Linked DNA regions of Rattus norvegicus: region 1 is linked to region 2. Evidence: chromatin contacts called from public Hi-C data. All regions are on one chromosome and are shown on one strand. The core of a region is the stretch at or near the end of the contact, and the rest is flanking DNA. Distances in the headings are between cores, read along the strand shown.

The links. Hi-C and Micro-C count contacts between places; a contact is called where the count stands out from the background.
Region 1: a Hi-C map of the A7r5 cell line shows a contact between it and region 2, with 2.8 times the contacts expected there. The contact joins two enhancer-like sites. A contact is called at or near these places in 3 of 12 Hi-C or Micro-C datasets (the A7r5 cell line, hepatocytes and liver).

Annotation. Positions count from the first base shown.
Region 1 is chr7:70,661,451-70,664,191 of GRCr8, forward strand. It overlaps a transcript of Ncald not described here. Among named protein-coding and RNA genes, the nearest start is that of Ncald, 150 kb to the left of the region's middle. Within about 2 kb of position 1,466, at least 16 of the 93 cell types and tissues checked have an H3K27ac peak or open chromatin away from gene starts, as enhancers often do. A contact at or near this core is called in the A7r5 cell line, where this site is marked.
Region 2 is chr7:70,178,107-70,181,123 of GRCr8, forward strand. No RefSeq gene overlaps it. Among named protein-coding and RNA genes, the nearest start is that of Grhl2, 110 kb to the right of the region's middle. Within about 2 kb of position 1,450, at least 63 of the 93 cell types and tissues checked have an H3K27ac peak or open chromatin away from gene starts, as enhancers often do. A contact at or near this core is called in the A7r5 cell line, where this site is marked.

The DNA.
Region 1 (2,741 bases), core at 216-2,715, 480 kb after region 2:
AAAATAAAAGAATAAAGTGAAAAAAAAGAGAAAGAAAGAGAGGAGTAAGGCAATCAACCAAATATGTAATAAAATAAAAACCAAAGTATGATTTTCAGAGATGCAAGGTGATGGCACTAAGAATAATTATTGTGCCATTCTTAAATGTTTTCTATACGTTTGAATTATAGAGTTTTTTTTAAGTTTCCCCAAGCCCTCACAATGTATGTAATGAACACAGACATTAAAGGAACATCATCTACTCCTGAAAGGCTCAACTTGGCTAGCATCATACCTGAATCACACAGGAAAATGCCAGACTTGGAAAGGTAGCAGATTCACAGTGAGTCCAATGACTGTGTTCCAGCAAATCAATTCAATCCAGTTTCTCTTATGTGCCTATCCAAACCCAGAGATGCTCCAATCACAGAGATGTCCAAGTCACAGCAACGGCTGACCTCCAAGTGTCCCCAAACCACAAACATGGCTGAAGATACAAAACAAACAACAGCTTCCTAGAAACTGTGTAGCAATAGAGCTATATGTCTGTATACTATAATGGAAAGAGGAGAGGAAGGATGGAGAGGGGAAAGGAGAAAGAGAGAGAGTTGGGGGGAGGAGAGGGAGGGAGGAGAGGAGGGAGGGAGGAAGTGGAGAAGGGGAAGGAGGAGGTGGAGGAGGAGAGGTTGCAAAGTCATGGTTACCTGGATGTCTGTGAAGAAATAACTAATCTGTCTCCCTAGTCTCCTGCTCATTAGACCTCACAGGACTTATGAAAGACTGAGAGTGGCTCCTTGACCCACAGCAGTGTGTGCAGCGGGAAGGACACGACCATGATGCACCACTTGTACTTGACTCTATTCTGAAGACTCGCTGCCCCAGCCGCCATTTTCCTCTACTAGAACATAGCGATGCTGAGCAGGAAACAAGGCCTAAATGCCACAGTTTAGTAAACTGAAGGAAATGAGTGAAAACGAGAGGTTATTCACCAGTGTCTGCCATGGAGATCCATGAATGTAGTTTGGAGTTTTACGTTGAAGAAGTTCTAGCCCCAGTACATTATAAATTCTAATTAGACCAACAAGGGGAAAAGATTTTAAAAGGAACAATGCAATCAAACATGGACACTCTATTTAGAAGCAGTAATGTTAGCATAACAAGGGAGCTTAAAAAAAGAAAAGGCAAAATAAATATTAAACAGATGGGTGGTCAAATGTTGTTTTTCTTTTTAAGCACGGAGCCTTAATCTAAAGCCAAGCAGAGATGAGATAAACAGCAAGTTGCCCTCCACAGCCAAAGAGCATAATACCCAGGAAATTCAATGAAATCAGTCTGAAATACCAACTGTGGTTCATATGGGCTTGGAGCCCCGATGCCAAACGAAACATTAAAGGGAGTCTGCTATTTTTAGGGCTTTGTATCTTGGTGGCTGTGTAATGAATCAGGATGTGTCTTGGCAAACACACTGGCAGACGGAAAGATAACTTGTTTTCTTCCCAAAAATAGTTGGAGTCTCCTAAAATGTAGCAGGGACAGAGCAGTTAGGGTGTGTGGAATCTGACAGCCATTGACTCATGGCCGTGGTAGGTCAGACCTCAGGTCAAGGCCTGATACCTTGTCTACTTGCATAAGAGCCCACAGAAACCCAGGGGTGTCAGTGAGAAGGCAAGACAGCTCTTTGATTTACAGCATATGAGACATGTTACACTGTGTACAGGATATTCTGGGGACACTCAGAGATGAGATATCATCAGGTCACTGGCATGAAGATCTCAAGCTGGGAGATTTGCTAAGTCTCTCTCAGCTCCATTATACACATTTCGTCAAAAGAAAAGATTCTCTCCTTCCATGAGGCCTCAGCAAAACCCAAACCACTTCAGTGTCTGATCATCTCAGAGTTCTGAGGTGTATGATCCCCTGCAGGGCGTCTGTCACAATGCTCAGGCTCAGGTTTCTCTGGGGTCCTCCTCATTCTAAAAATGGAATTTTCTATGGCCAAGTGTGGATTGCAAACCCTGAGACACTCTAGTGCGTGGGGGTGGGTGGGGGTGGGAGCAGGGGTCACTAGCAATCAGCACGCTTTAACTTGGTGATACCTTGCAATTGTTTCAGGCTGACCAAAGATAGCCCAACCAGTTCTCTAATAGCTCTTATTCAAGCCTGTAATCCCAATGCTTCTGGAACATTCTTGGCAGCATAATGGGCCCTATATAAGTTGGGCTCAGTTATAACACTCTTGAGCATAAAAAGGGTTTCTGAGAAGGGCTCTCGGCAGTCATGCGGCCAGCTAGGAGGAAGGAAGTATGGAGATGTTCTGCCCGATGACAGCCATGCCTCTCTGTTGACCCTTGGCAAGACATGAGCACTTCTTCTCCAAGAGATGATCTCACTAAAACAAGTTAATAAGCACCTGACAGAAGTAAACAGGTAAAGAGCCCGGATTCAAACCCAGACAGTTCAGTTTCAAGCCCTCAAGGTTCTTAACACGACTTTATTATAAATAAAATTGTGCATATTAGGAGAGACTCTGATTACTTAGCCTTATGATCCATTTTTATTATTTGTGTGTGTACATGTGTGTGCAAGTTCATGGGTGTGGGAATCATCTGTGTACATATACAGGTGTGGATGTAGAGGTCAGAGGATGACCTCAGGTAACTTTTCCCAGGCACCATCCTTCATGTATTTTGGAGGCTTCAAGACCCATGGACCTAGAGGTTACTGAGTAGACTGGGCTGGCCAGCCAGCCCCACGAGTCCACA
Region 2 (3,017 bases), core at 200-2,699:
GGGCTGGTCTGCCTACTGCCATGGAGTAGGTAGGTGTCATAGCAACCCAAGAGGGAAGAAATGGGACCTCCCCCAACACAACTCTGTACGTGTGAGTGTGTGTGTGTGTGTGTGTGTGTGTGTGTGTGTGTGTGTGTGTGTGTGAGAGAGAGAGAGAGAGAGAGAGAGAGAGAGAGAGAGACAGAGACAGAGACAGGGGAGAGAGACAGACAGACAGAGATACAGAGAGAGACACATTGAGATTGATTTAGAGCTCTCAAATAGAAACCTCTTTAAAAATCAACTTGCCCTAGGTTTCTATGCGGACTGCCAGCCATTCAGGTCGTATTGTGACTTAAATAGATACTTTTCAATAGCGGTAAGACATGAGAGCACAGTTCAACCTCAGCACTGTTGACATTTGGGGCTGGAGAATACTTTGATGTGGAGAGCTGTGCACTGTCAGATATTCAACCACTATTCTGATCCCCACCTACAGTAGCACCCCAGCATGTTACCACCGCTAAGCATGCCTCCAGCTTTTGACAAAGGTCTCATGAGGGCCACCCCAGCTCCCTGATTAAAATCGCTGCTGAGAAGGAACAGAGTTCTTGAGGAAAGAAGAGATTTTGTTTGCTTGCTTGCTTGCTTGTTTGCTTGTTTTGCAAGACAGGGTTTCTCTATGTAGCCCTGGCTGTCCTGAGGCTTGCCCTGTAAACCAGGTTGGCCTCAAAATCAGACATCATGAGTGCTGGGATTAAAAGCGTGGACCATCCTCCACCCAGTTTAGGAGAAGAAATTTCAAAGCAGACAACGTGGAAGCTCTTAGGCCTGGTTACTACTGATACCCCATTTGCATCTCCGACTCAAACTCCACTGTCCTTTTAACTTTTGTTTGCTTGTTTATTTGGTTTGTTTTTAAGATAGTCTCACGATGTAAGCCAAGCAGACCATAAATTGACAGCCATCATCCTGACTCAGCTTCCTGAGTGCTAGGATTTCAGGCATGAGGCAGCAAAACTTCCTGTCGCAGAGATGAGAGACACGCGCATGCTCTGCATGGAAGCTGCCTTCTTCTCAGCTCTTACTACTTCCAAAATATGAAATGTTATACAGTGTAGATTATCCTGAGACTCACCCCCACTGTCTAAGTGACTAGGCTAAAGAGCCCCACCCCTACATCCTTATTCCCTCCTCCCAGCCCTGTTTCATCAAGATAACGGATCTCAGTACCGCTGTGTGAGAGGATGCAGGCAGGGGAGCCGCCCCAGGGTGCAGTCCCCGGCCCAGCTCCCGCTCGCCCGAAGCTGCCCCGCACCCCACGGGCCGCCATCTTGCGGTGAGACGAGCCATGTAAACAAAGCTGGGAGCTGGGCTGGGATTTAACGGGGGATGTGTGCCGGCTTCCAGCGCTCCTCCGCCCACAAGCCTCAACCACTGTACAAACTGAGCATGACTGTTTGCTTAGTGGCTTTATTGACTCAGGTCCCGCCTCCCGGGCAGGTGGCCTGGCGGCCACTGCGTCCTTGTTCCGCCTGGCTCTCCCCCAACGCCACCGCGGCCTCCCTGCTGAGGCGGCCTTTCTTTATTTCACTTCAGACCTTTGAAGAGTCAGGCTATCAGCTGACTCAGGTGTACTATTTCATTTTTAAACAGGCATTATTCGCTCTGGTCGGTATTTTCAGCTAGCAGAGGGTTTGTTGTGTAACAGGTACTTTTTCCTGGTCCCAGTTGAAGAACGTTTGGCTGAACTCTGCGGGGTTGCCCTGGCTCTACAGCGTTAACTCTTTGTGACCCCGGGGCTTTATTTGTCAGTGGCTTCCAAAGAGACCTAATGGGTCATTAAGATGGGCTACAGACCATCTTCTAACCAGCCAGGAAGCCTGGCTTCACTGCGGATTAGGCACAAAGTGACAGCTTTGAAAAAAAAGGAAACACTGAAAAAAAGATTTTCCTCGTTCATCAGGACAAAACTGTCAATTATTATATCGCTTTCTGATGTGCCTTGCTAGACAGGGAAAGGGAGGGCCAGAGAGGTGGTGTGGCTTGCTCTCAGTCCCGGAGTGACTGCAGGCAGAGCATGAAATGGAGCTCAAGTCTATATGGTTCTAAACCCAGTCACGCCTCAGCTTTCTATGACAGAACACTATATTCTGCCACTCATATCTGAGAAAAGGGAACCTCACCAGACCCCAAGTCAGGCACTAGCTAGCCCATGGGGTGTTACGGGTAGTGTGCTGCGCGTCTGCCCACAGTCAACTGGCAGTTTCTGAGCAGTGTGGAATGATAATTCTCTCTTCTCTGTGCCAGAACTGCCCTTGCACAACTCCCTTAATCTTCCTTGTCAGAGAGTTGAATTCGTGTGGCACACACATAGTAACATGCACCCCGTACACAAATCGGTATGTATGTATGTATGTATGCATGCACAGACCTACACTTCGACCATATGTACCCATGCCTTTTTAAAAGAGTAGCCTGTTACTTTTTTATTTTATTTTATTTTTTTTTCCGGAGCTGGGGACCGAACCCAGGGCCTTATGCTTGCTAGGCAAGCGCTCTACCACTGAGCTAAATCCCTAACCCCTGTTACTTTTTTTAAAAAGGATTTATTTATTATACACACTGTAGCTGTCTTCAGACACAGCAGAAGAGGGCATCAGATCTCATTACAGATGGTTGTGAGCCACCATGTGGTTGCTGGGATTTGAACTCAGGACCTCTGGAAGAGCAGTCGGTGCTCTAACCACTGAGCCATCTCTCCAGCCCGTACCCATGCCTTCGTATACATGCGGTGCACATTCACACACATGCACATGCACACGCACACACTCACACATGTGCATCCTCATGTAGTCATACAATTTTATATCCATACACTCCACACACTTACATATCCACTGTTGGCATTCCTTCTAGGCTCTGGCCCACAGTTACCTGGCAACAACCAGGTGTGCCTGACTCACTCTGAGGGGGTTCTTGCCCCCTCCTCACTCTAGTCTCTTCTCCTCTTATCTTGCTTCTTTACCCTCTTCCCT